Linked DNA regions of Mus musculus: region 2 is linked to region 1. The links are chromatin contacts, called in public HiChIP or PLAC-seq maps. All regions are on one chromosome and are shown on one strand. The core of a region is the stretch at or near the end of the contact, and the rest is flanking DNA. Distances in the headings are between cores, read along the strand shown.

Region 1 (6,166 bases), core at 2,601-5,100:
ACTTAGAACACAGGATGTCAGCGCCATCTTGTAACGGCGAATGTGAGGGCGGCTCCCCACAGGAGGGTGTCAGGAAAGCTCAGGAGTGAGGGCAGAACCAGTGGCCTGGGCTTCGAGGAGACTTTATGCGTAGTATGCATTATGTGTGGTGGACGTTATGTGCAGTAAACATTATGTGCAGAGGATGTTATGTGCAGTGGCAATGAATTCCCATGTGCCATGCACACTCACTCCTCTCAATCCCAATTTTGGAGCAGCACTGCTGAAAGCACCTAGTTTCTGTGGTCCCCTTATGTTGGAAGAGGCCAGGGGGCAACATGTTTCCTATGACTTTTGTCTGTTAGACATTGCTTAGGAATCTACCTAGTATGCTCTCTGAGACCTTCAAAGATCTGGGAAGCTTAGGGAAGGGAAGGATGGCTTTATCTCCCTTAAGGATGTTCTCGTAAGGAGGGTTCTCCTGCCAGCCTCCATCAACAATCCAGGCCCCAGAATCCAAGACTGACCAAGTGTAGTAAAACCCCCATGTTGGCCAACGACAGCATTCTAGCTCTGAGTTTCCTGAGCCTCCATTATCTTATTCTTTTTCTTCTGTGCTTCCAGGATTAACATTGGAGACCAAGGCACTTTCCCTGTCTCTTGATTTCTTCATGTTCAAAGAATCTGTTTCAGGATGACATGTTCTGAACCCCGTTGCGGTGTTTCATGCTTTGCCTCTGTAGAGCAGTATCCAACCAGAATGCTTGGGTTGTCTAGAGACATCTAGACTTCATGCACCTGCTTATGCACACATCTGGGTACCCACTCGGGAGAGAAAGGAAGCACACAGGTCGGGGAGCAAGGTCCTTGGATCTTCAGTAACACCCCTTTCTCTCTGTCCTATGGCTTCCATGGACTGTACTGCCAAAAGGCAGTGTCAATGAAAAAACAGGCATCTCACTGGCTCTCATAATGTCCCATCTGCTCCCCGGGCTCCTCCTGCAACACAGAGCCATGCTTTGGAAACTCTGGGGATCAATTTCATTCACTCTGAAGTTACCATTCACTTCATCTTTGGTGGTCTCCAAACTCTTCTGGAAGGGTCCCTGAATATCATGCTGGTTTCTTGCTAGACAACTGATTTGGCTGGTGTGTGTGTGTGTGTGTGTGTGTGTGTGTGTGTGTACGTACACACATATATGCATGTGTACCTCTGTGTACAGGCTCCCATACCATTTCCTACATGGATAAAACTCTTCTCCAAAATTACAAAAGAATTACTGAGGGCATCTCAATGAATTTGTTCTCTTTATTTCTTAAAATAATTTTGTTTTAGATATAGTAAAAATAATAATAGCTCTGTTTTCTTTTTGTTTTTATTACATTGAAATGAAACATGTCTATATTGCATGCAACCTGCTTGGAATTTCTAGAAGATAGTTGCAAGACTGGATGTCTAACTCCAGGCAGCCTGATGCTTAGCTTAGGGACCCCTTCCTCTCCTTCAGCAAAGGAAGCCTCGATTTACACCTCTATAGACCCATCTCAGCAAGTTCAGTCTTTCCATTAACCCCTGGTAGCCACAATGACTTCCTAATACCAGTTAATTAACAAACACTGGTGCTCCAACAGATGAATTCCTGGGAGAGTCTTTGGTGTGGTCCCCAGACTGCAGGAGCAGAGCGCAAGCTTTTTCCTTTGTTCTTCCAACACTTTCCTTGTGGGCCACAAAGTACTTTGAATCTCAAATGAGCTCTCTAATTAGTCTCTGCCGGCCTTCCTGCAGGATGGGCAGGGCTGTCGATTATCTCCACTTTGCAGATAGTAACAATTTACAGGACTTGGCTGAGGTCACCGGAACATTAGCATCTCAGCCAGAATACAACTCTTAGTCACTAAGCCCAGTCCTCCTACTCTGTTCCCTAGACAACTCCCTCCATCCTCTTGGCATTGGATCTGTACTTGCAGGGAGACCTTATTGTAACACTGTGAACTCCAATTTGGTGCTTGAGGCCTGGAGGTAAAAGGGGGACTTGAGGAAAGGTGTTCTGGCGTGTTTGTTTTATAGATAATACTCTACTGACTGGCTTGGCAACTCTGCGTGCACTTGTGTCTCAAAAACAAAAAAAAATGTCATTTACACAATCCATAGACTATCTTCATGGCCTAAATATTTCAAGGCCAGACCAAGTGAATACACCACCGGTGGGTGATTCTCAGCAACTAAGTATGCTTGTGTGAGGTTTGGGGACTCACTGTGCCCTGTGGTGATTGCAGATGAGATTCCCCACTGCCCAGTGCTCTGTGCATGTGATTTGAGCCTCTTTCTGTTGTATTGGAGAGCTGTGACACGGGGAGGCACATCTTTTCTCACCTCCTGAGGAGACACCAGAACTCTGTGTGGCCAAAGTACAGGGCTGTGTTAACCAGAACCAGGTCTCTCAAGAAACATAGAAGTGCAAGCTGCACAAACCCAGCTCATCATTTATTGACAGGAGCCTTAGACGCAGGCGGGACCAGGGGCTGCTATTGGACGGTCTACAGGCAAATTTCCGAGAGTGCCAGAGCTGAAGAACGAAGACATAGACTTTGATTCCTAAATCTCCAGTGCTCAGGAACGCTGTGGTCACGGCAGATGTGTGTTTATTCATGATATTCAACTGACGCAGACTCCCAGACTCCGTTCCCCACCCTCTCTGAACAGTAAACAAGTCCTCCCCATGACTGTGGGAACGGACTAATGAGTAATTACACGTTTGAAAGTCACCAGAATGGAATCCCAGGGGTGGACCCCTGAGTAAAGGAGAGTTGTGGGATAAATGCAAACACATTCTTTGGATTCCAGATCCCAGTGTGGTGCCAGGGTGCAGCTTCCCCAGGGAGGGCATGGAGGTACAGTAGGCCGCAGAGCTGATCCTATTAGCCACCTCACTTGGGCACTGATCCAAGAAGGCTAGCTGTAAACATGAATATTATTGTTCAGATCTTTGCTCTGTCTCATTCAAATATAGAAAGCTACATAAACATAAGGGAATTCTCTAAGAAGTATTTATCTCAATCCAAAGCAAGGAATGACTTCTGTGTTTGTTTGTTTGTTTATCTGTAGTGGTAGCATTAGTGTATTTGAGTTAGTGATCCAAGAAATGGGCATACTTTATGTTTGGGAAGTTGCAACCAATACCAGCATCACACTGACACATTCATTCATTTAGCCTTCCAGAGACACAATAAACAGCTCTGAGAACTATCAAAGCTAATGATTTAGTCCTCTCCCCATAATCATAAATGTGGCAGGTCACACACCCTTATAGGTGAATCGAATCCTGAATGTGGTAATCAGTACAAACAATTACTAACTGCTAAAACTGCTTAAAGTCTGCCGAGGCTGTCTGCCATTGGTAGCTAGAAGAAACCCCAACCAGCTGCTCCTTTTCGGCCAACCAGCTGATCATTTCAAACATAGTTGCACAGACATTAATTTGAATGATGGCTGTATGTCACTTCTAGGGAACAGACCAGAGGCGAGTAGGATTTCTCTCAGGGTAGTCTTCAGGCTTTATGCAGGGAGCAAACCGGCTTTCTTCAAAGGTTAGCTTCACCACAGGTGGTCTATCCCTTCTGAAAGACTCCTCCAGTCCCCACAGGCTGACCCCTGTTCCCATGGCAACCTGAGAAGTACAGGGTTGTTGAAAACAATTCTTTAATTTGTTTACTATTTCAAACTCAAGAACACGCCCCAAGGTTTCAGTCTCTACTCCAGAGTCTGCTTTTCTGACGTTTGAAAGAAAAACAGGAACAAAACCCCTTAGTGCTCTTTTACATGGAAGAGACTCTGAGGAACTAAGCTTTCTCGAAGGCCAGCTTGTGTTATAAATGGGGAAGCCAAGGGTTATGTTTCATACCACGAGGCTGCACAGCTAGAGGAACCTCACCAAATGGTGTCATCTTCTTGCTGTTGCTTGATGTCTGCTGTGTGCTGAGACTGTCATCTCTACTTCAGTTGTAGGAACAGAAGTGTCTGGATACAACCATAGAGCTCACACTCTGAAGGCCGGAGAATCCAACTGGTCAATATTTCTATGGCTGTTTGTATTCCAGGAGGCTGATGAAGTTGTCAGAGAATTATCAGCAGGCTGCTGATGCTTAGTGCCTGCCACAGAGAGCCCTGGCTCTGTGGAAGGTGTCAGTTGCTGGGAAGGAGGGCGTGCTTAGTGTATATCCTGATGAAGTCTACCCAGCTCCCTCAAAGAGTAGGTCTCTGGTGAGATGAAGAGTTGGTAAAGCACCTGTCTGTTTCTTCATCATAATTAAGACAAGATCAAGGCACTAAGAGCTCAGACTGGCTTCTTCATAATTTGTCTCCAGATAAAGTTCAGTAAAACAAATGGGACTCGCCAGATTGGATTCCTTTGCTTTTGACCTCCCATATTGGTTAGTTGTCTTGACTGGAGGTCTGGAAGCATCTTGATAAGGACTCAACTAGACAGGGCTTTCTTGCTTGGTGGTGACTTCCTAGGTGCCTTCTTCCAAACAGACACCCAAGTGTCAGGCCTGCCCCAGCCAGAAGCTTGCTGGGAGAGAGGATGGCAGCTTGTTCTCTCTGTGTTCTGGAGAAGGGGCCTGTTTTAACTCCCTACTCCTCCCATAAGCTGAGAGGCACCCTATGGCCTCTTGGTTGAGGGGAGGCAGAATGCCTACAGCTTGATATTCAGATTCACAGGTGGCATCTTTGGACTCTCTGTAGAGACAGGGAACTCACATCCCCCAGTTTCCCAGTCAGGCAGCAGAATGGCTCAGGCCCCTGTTTGACAGGGCAGTCCGTCAACAGTGAACTGTCTCTCTGGTTGTTATCAAACACAGCAGATCTCACTCATCAGCCCACTTACAGAAAAGCCTTGGGCCAATTTCATTGAGGATGGAAAAAGCCTTCTGCCTTGCCCTTTGGGGCATGGCTATGTCCAGCAGCACTGGCAACAGAAAGCAGGACCGATCGGAAGGCAGATTGTATTAAGTAGATTTCTATGCAGTTAATTAGATTCGAGACGAGGAGAGGTTGATATCAAAATCAGTAAATGTTGAATGAGAAGAGTCTTACGGCTAAAGAAAACTCTGGAAGAGGGATAGGAACCCAGGATGTCCATGATTACTTCCTGAATAATTACTGTTTGAAAGAAATTGTTTCCAGCCACCTGAAGGGGGGCTCAGATCAACAGATGCTTGGAATAGAAATTTACAAAGAATGCTTGAACACCTGGAGGTAACACTTGGGTAGGAGCGATTTTATTCTCTACCACTCTCTGATTTCTGTCTGTTTCTGTCTCCTGTCTAAGGTTCTGAGCCCCCAGATGTGACTCCTGGGATCAGGACTAGGAGTGTCCTCTACAAGACAAGAGCAGCAAGCACCCACAGACGCTGAGCCCTCTCTCCAGAATGCACAGTCCTCTTTGGAAGTCCATTTTATTGTGGTGGCCTGAATGAGAATGGCCCCCATAGGGTTATAAATGTGAAGGTTGTCAGGAAGTAGAACTCTTTGAAAGGATTAGAAGGAGTAGGAGGTGTGGCCTTGTTGGAGGAAGCATGTCACTAGGGGTGAGCTTAGAGGTTTCAAACGCCCAAACCCAGTTTCTCTCTGCCTTTGGACCAGGATATAGTTCTCAGCTACTGTTGTGGTGAATGACATCGTGTTTTCTGCCACGATGATAATGGACCTAGCCTCTATAACTGTAGCCAAGGCCCCAATTAAATGCTTATCTTTATAAAGTGTTGCCATGGTCATGGTGTCTCTTCACAGCAATAGAACAGTGACTCAGATTGCATAAACCATGAATCTTGCTCCAAAGACAAGAAGAGTTGGTTTAGTCTGAGTTTCCATGACCTAGGAACACTGAGTCAGGTTGCCCAGAATGAAACTTCCTGCAGTGGAAGGGATAACATGAACTTTCATGGTCACAAAACCAAGAGTCTTACACAAGCCTAGGAACTTACCAAAAGCTTTGGTGAGGATATCAAGTAGGTAGGTTGTAACAAAAGGGGGTGGGGCATCTCTGCTATTGGCCTCAGAGATCTCCGATGACATTCTCAGGCAAGATTGCTCAAAACCAATGTGTTGCTGTCTAAGGGTTACTATTGTGATCTAAAGACTTATACTTTCATGTCACTGTTCATTTTCAAAGGAATTTAGAACAGG
Region 2 (6,166 bases), core at 1,773-4,272, 130 kb before region 1:
GTGCTTTTCTGAGCAGCTGATGATGAGTGTTTAGTTTTTACTTGACTTTTCTGTCTTTCTGTCTTCCTGTTTTACACCTGCCTGCCTGCCTGCCTTCCTTCCTTCCTTCCTTTCTCTCTTCCTTCCTTCCTTCTTTTTCCTTCCTTCCTCCCTCCCTTCTTTCCTTCTTCCCTTCTTTCCTTCCTTCTTTCTTTCTTTCTTTCTTTCTTTCTTTCTTTCTTTCTTTCTTTCTTTCTTTCTTATTTCCTTCCTTCCTTCCTTCCTTCCTTCCTTTCTTTCTTTCTTTCTTTCTTTCTTTCTTTATTTCCTTTCTTTCCTTCCTTCCTTCCTTCCTTCCTCCCTCCCTCTCTCCCTTCCTTCCTTCCTTCCTTCCTTCCTTCCTTCCTTCCTTCCTTCCTCCCTCCCTCCCTCTCTCCCTTCCTTCCTTCCTTCCTGTCTCTCTTCCTTCCTTCCTTCTTCTCCCCCCCCCCCCCCCCCCGTTGATTCTCAGCCAAATTCATCAGGCTCAGAGATGCTCACTGCTCCTACTTTACTGCAACACCACACACCAGAAATGATGTCTATTAAGAACATCTCAATCCATTATCACCAAAATGATGTTTTAATGAACTAATGAATTAATTTTAAAAGCAAACCCACTCAGCCACAGTAGGACTTTCCACAGGGGGAAAAAAGCATCAAGGAGCAGGTAAAGAGATCTCACCTGGTGCAGAAATCATAGTCCTGGATCTCCTGATGTCCCTTGGGCCTGTTCCTTTCCAAGCCTTGGGTTTTATTTAGACATATGAAGTAAGCAATGGTGGACAGCTTAGAAAGCCTGCTCACACTTCCAGGAATCTCCCCACTGTTTCAGTGTTTCTTCCTTAAGTTTACAAACCTCACATCTGGCTTTTGTCTATGGCTCAGGGGTTCATCTGTAAAATGAGTTAGAATCTTAACCAGCACAGGATGCCACGTCTTGGCTAAGAAGGCAATGCATACATGACTCAAAATATTTTTGAATATTAAAAAAAAGCCATCAAAACCCAACTTTCTTCTTGTTGCTTAGAAGGCTGCTGAGCACTGTGCTCTATGGCATATAGGGCATCATACCCTGCTAACTTGTGTCCCTCAGTTCTTTCCTAGCCTGAGTCAAATCCTATCTCTAGACACATTGAAGGGTATTTTTGAGCTTGAAATAAATCATATGTCTCTAACATCTAGAGGTTCAAGAACCACAAGGAGGTTCTAAAAGGTCTCCAGTTCTAAATCGCACAGTTCTCTGTCTATTGGTCTTCTGGAACCTGTGTCCTTAAATATGGGCACTGGTCACAGCAGGATATCATCAAGGACTGTTCTGTTTCTGGTTGTCCTTTTTATGTTAGAGACAACTCTCTAACACACACACACACACACACACACACACACACACACACACCATTTGCACTGTCCTGACTCTATTGAGCATGAACTTATCTTTTAGTGTCTGTTGGGTTTTTATCATGGAGCACTGCCTCATCTCTTGGACTATAAGAGAGTGGCTGACTTCCCCAATGAGGCATCCTCTGGGACTACTGGTCTGCTCCTTCCCTGGTCTTGCCATTCAGGGAATTGATAGTAACCTTAGCTGTGTGGTTTGGAGGCAACATGTGGGAAACAAGCTAGTCTCAGTGGTGACTGTTGCATTCAGTATGATACTATGTGAGCCTCTGAAGACACAGTGGTGATGGTGGTATTCCATTTTAGTGAGACATTTAGATGTTAGACATGATAGAAGTTGTAGATCCAAAATTACCAAAAGGTACTTGTCTCAGTTTAGATTGTGACTTGAAACTCATGTTAAAATGTCTTCTTTCTTCCTTCAAGGGATACTGAGCACTGACCACAGCAAGCCATTTTGAACTGTACTTTAAACATGGGAACATTTTCTGGAAACATCTTTGGTTTCAAGATATCTTTGACTCTTTTTCAGTTGTGTGCATTGTTAAAATTCTTCCAAAAAGGGCTGAGAGGAATGAAAATAATACAGATACTGGGACACATAAGGCTATGAAAATAGAACATCAAATAGACATTCATGCCATTCTGAGCAGCCTGTTCCCACAGGAAGAGTCAGGAATTTCCACCAAATTTGTTCATGGCCAACCTCTACCATCTATGTCCATTTGTACACATATGCATTTGCACCTGTATGCATGTGCACCAACATGAACGTGCACATGTATGTGTGTATATATGTATGTAAGTATATACACATAAATACACAGGAAAATAGAATTTCAAGAGCTGTTCAAACATCTTATTAGATTTATTTATTTTATTCCAAGGGCTGTTGCACCCCAAGGCACACAGGTGGCAGACAGAAGACAATCTGCAGGAGTCAGTTTGTGCTTTCTACCATGTGAATTCTGGGGAGCAAACTCAGGTCATTAGGCTTGGTGGCAAGTGGCTTTATCCTCTGAGCCATCTCTCTGCTCCCCAAAGGACATTTTTTTTTTTTTTTTTTAGCAGTAAGACTCAGAGTGGTCTGAGTTGGATGTGTCTGCAATGCATACAGGACTCAGAATAGTTTTGAATATTCAAAAAAAAAAAAAAAAAACAGCCACCAAAACCAGACTTCCCTTTCAGAATGGTCTTTTTATTTTTATTTTGCATTTTGTAACTCTACTAAGTGTAGTCACCCAGCATCCAAGGTCAGCCGAACTGAAAAAGCAGAACAAAAACACACAGAAGGGTGATTTCTCAGAAGGAAATGGCAGCATTCATGTCCATAGAAGCAAACTTTAATCCTGCGGCTGAGAGGGGGAAACACAATGGCCGCATGGGGCTAATGGAGAATTCCCGGCTCTATTCTTCCCTGAAATATTTCATGGATGCATTCATCGCTCTTTCTCTTCAGAATGAAAGCAATAAAACAAACGAGAGACCTAATCTTTAGTTCAAATAAATGAAAAGAAATTGAAATCCACTTCATTCCCTGAGAAAGAGGAAGAATACAAATGAGGCGCATTGTGAGGTTTCTGGAAAGGAGCGATGCACCACAGCTGTAGGAATGTGGCCTGACAGCCTCTGCCTGTCAGCGCCATTAGCGGGGAGATCTGCTCAGGAAGGTTCCATTTTGTCTGAAAGGATGAAGTCCTGCTGCAAAGACTTGAGTGTGTGATGCACAGGGCAAGAGTGCAGTTAGATTTTTTTTTGCTGTCTAGGTCCTGACTCCCCATCTGGTGTGTGTATGTGTGTGTGTGTGTGTGTGTGCACTTAGGTGTGCATGTGTGTGTACGTGCACATGTGTGTGTGTATGTTTGTGCATTTAGGTGTGCATATGTGCGTGTATGGAGGCCAGAGGTTGATATCAGGTTTCTTCCTCAACTATTCTCCATCTTCATCTTTGAATTAAGTTCCCTTACTAATGAGGCTGACTTGCTGATCTTGGGATCTTCCTGTTTCTACCTCCCCAAAGCATGGACTGTATGCTCATTGTATGCAGCATTTTTACATGGATACTGGGAATCTGAGCTCAGGGCCTCATTCTTATATAGCATGTACTTTACTGACTGAAGCGCGCGCACGCGCGCGCACACACACACACACACACACACACACACACACTTACCCCATCCTCATCTGGCTTTAAAGAATAACTCTGAGCAACAGCTTCAGTCTGCTCACTGTAGAGTGAGGGTTGCTGTCCAATGGCCTGGACAGAGGGAGCACTTGCCCAGAGTGCACCCTGGAAACCATCAATATTCTTTAGATGCATCCATCTTTACAGGCTGGATGTATAGAGTTCAGGAAGGCACAAACACTTACAAGAAAAAAATAAAAGAAAATTTGTGATTTAAGATGCCAGTCTGTGGCAGCCACATTTTCCTTCTTTTGTTTCTTCCTCTGTTTTGGGATGAGTGAGTATTTGAATGTGCATGGTACATGCATGTGAGTATGCATTGTGCATGCATGTGTGTGGTATATGCATGTTAGTGTGTATGGTATATGCATGTTAGTGTGTATGGTATATGCATGTAAGTGTATTTGGTACATGCATATGAGTGTGTGGTACATGCATGTGAGTATGTGTGGTACACACATGTATACATGGTACATGCATGCGAGTGTGCATGGTACATGCATGTGAGTGTGTGATGCATACATGTGAGTATGCATGGTGCATACATATGAGTGGTGTATGCATGTTAGTGTGTATGGTGTATGCATGTAAGTGTATGTGGTACATGCATGTGAGTATATGTGCTATACGCAGGTATACATGGTACATGCATGTGAGTGCATGTGGTGCATGTGTGTGAGTGTATATAGTACATGCATATGTGCATGTTGCATACATGTGATTGTGTGTGGTACATGCATGTGAGTGTGCATGGTGCATGCATATGAGTGTGTGACACATTCATGTGAGTGTGCATGCATATGAGTGTGTGTGGTACATGCACATGAGTGTGCAGGTATGCATGTATACATGTGGAGCCAGAGGAAAGCATTGGATGTCTTCCTCCATTCTCTCTGCGTTTGTGTCTTGAAACAGTCTCTCACTGAACCAGAAACTGGGCAGTCAGAGAACTTCCAGGATCCTCTTATCTCTACCTCCCATTGCTGGAGGTGTAACACATGAATCTATGCCTACCTTTATGCTGGTGCTGGGCATTCAAACTCAGCTTCTCCAGCTTATTCAATGAGTGCTTTTACCCTCGGAGCTACCTGTGCAACCCTGTGACTGTCATGTTGACTTCCACCCTGAGTCCAGACAGAAAGAGAGGCATGTGTGGTGGCCATAATGTTCCCTCTCACTGTGCCTCCCCCCGTTCTCACCAGACTGAAACTTATCTATTGATGTCTGCAGACAGAATGTGTTTAAAATTCATTGCTGTAGACCACTTAGATAATCATGTTGAATGCACAGAAAATCCATCTCAAACCCATGCATCATTTGCATGTCCTCCTGAAGAGCATGTTCTTTTAAAGAGCTTCATGGAGTGTCATGCAAAGAATAGGATCAGATCTAGGAGGTCATTCACACTGGTGACCCACTGATAGACAAAGAGTGTCCCCTTGGTACACGTATTATGTTCCCATCCCTTGTCTGATACATTGTGCCCTAGGAGTAGCATCTTGGAACTTGGGCTGTTCAATAACTGAGTTAGAATGAGCTGGACTATGGCTCATCCCCAACTGGCTACTTAAAGAAGCTTTCATGTAGTGAAAGGGGACAGGGAAAGACTTATTAAAAGCCATCATGTATCAAAAGAAAAATGAGCTGAGAACTAGAAAGCAAAAGTTCATTTTAAAAGAAAGATTTTTTAAAAAGTGTTTCTTACAAGCTTGGAAAGGGTATGCTAAATAGAAAGTGATATTACAAAAGGAGCTGTCTTCATGAGTTCGGCCTGCTGTTAGGAAGAATCCTGACAGGCTAGCAGGCACATGTCGCTCTTCGTTCTGCCTGCTGGGGAGCCACCAGCAGATGTGGGGTCCACTGAGAATCATTTTGTGGTTTGTGTACAGTCTTCTCACTGTTTCCTTCCATGGTAGGGAGAAGAGCCAGCTGAAGCTTTCCTATCCCGTTTGCTGAGGGATCCCTCCCTGCTCACCCTGACATGCACAGCGCTACCCTCCCTTCACTCCCCCCCCCCCAAAACACTCAAAGTCCAAACACAGGTTCTGGATGTTGACCTTTATTCTACTCTCCACTCCCCCCCCCCCCCCCCAGTTACCTGGCAACATCCAGGTGTGCCTGACTCATTATGAAAGGGGCTGCTTGACCCCTCGTTGTTCTCTTGATCTTGTTCTTCTTACTCCTTCCTTCTCTTCCCTGTCTGTACCTTCTCTCCCCATTCCCCTTTTCCATCTCTCTCCATGTGTTCATGGCCGGCCTCTACTTCTCTTCTCTTCTCTTCTCTTCTCTTCTCTTCTCTTCTCTTCTCTTCTCTCCCTCTCCCTCTCCCTCTCCCTCTCCCTCTCCCTCTCCCTCTCCCTCTCCCTCTCCCTCTCCCTCTCCCTCTCCCTCTCCCTCTCCCTCTCCCTTTCCCTCTCCCTCTCTCTCTCTCTCTCCCTTTCTCTGTCTCTACTAACCCCTCAACTCCCCTCCCCATGCCCCAAATAAACTCTATTCCATACTATATACCCATGGCGTTGTGGCTGGTACCACAGCGGGAAGGGATGCCTCAGCATGGGCCTG

What was found. HiChIP or PLAC-seq counts read pairs in DNA pulled down with a chosen protein or histone mark.
Region 2: a contact with region 1 is called in an H3K4me3 HiChIP or PLAC-seq map of bone marrow-derived macrophages, with 6 times the contacts expected there. The contact joins two enhancer-like sites. A contact is called at or near these places in 1 of 15 datasets of contacts at CTCF or cohesin (the NIH/3T3 cell line), 1 of 484 Hi-C or Micro-C datasets (cumulus cells) and 4 of 115 datasets of contacts at active chromatin or transcription factors (bone marrow-derived macrophages, embryonic stem cells, epiblast stem cells and 1 more).

Annotation. Positions count from the first base shown.
Region 1 is chr8:10,661,670-10,667,835 of GRCm38.p6, reverse strand. No RefSeq gene overlaps it. Among named protein-coding and RNA genes, the nearest start is that of Gm32330, 8.6 kb to the left of the region's middle. Within about 2 kb of position 3,850, at least 87 of the 459 cell types and tissues checked have an H3K27ac peak or open chromatin away from gene starts, as enhancers often do. A contact at or near this core is called in bone marrow-derived macrophages, where this site is marked.
Region 2 is chr8:10,791,312-10,797,477 of GRCm38.p6, reverse strand. No RefSeq gene overlaps it. Among named protein-coding and RNA genes, the nearest start is that of Gm32485, 23 kb to the left of the region's middle. Within about 2 kb of position 3,022, at least 41 of the 459 cell types and tissues checked have an H3K27ac peak or open chromatin away from gene starts, as enhancers often do. A contact at or near this core is called in bone marrow-derived macrophages, where this site is marked.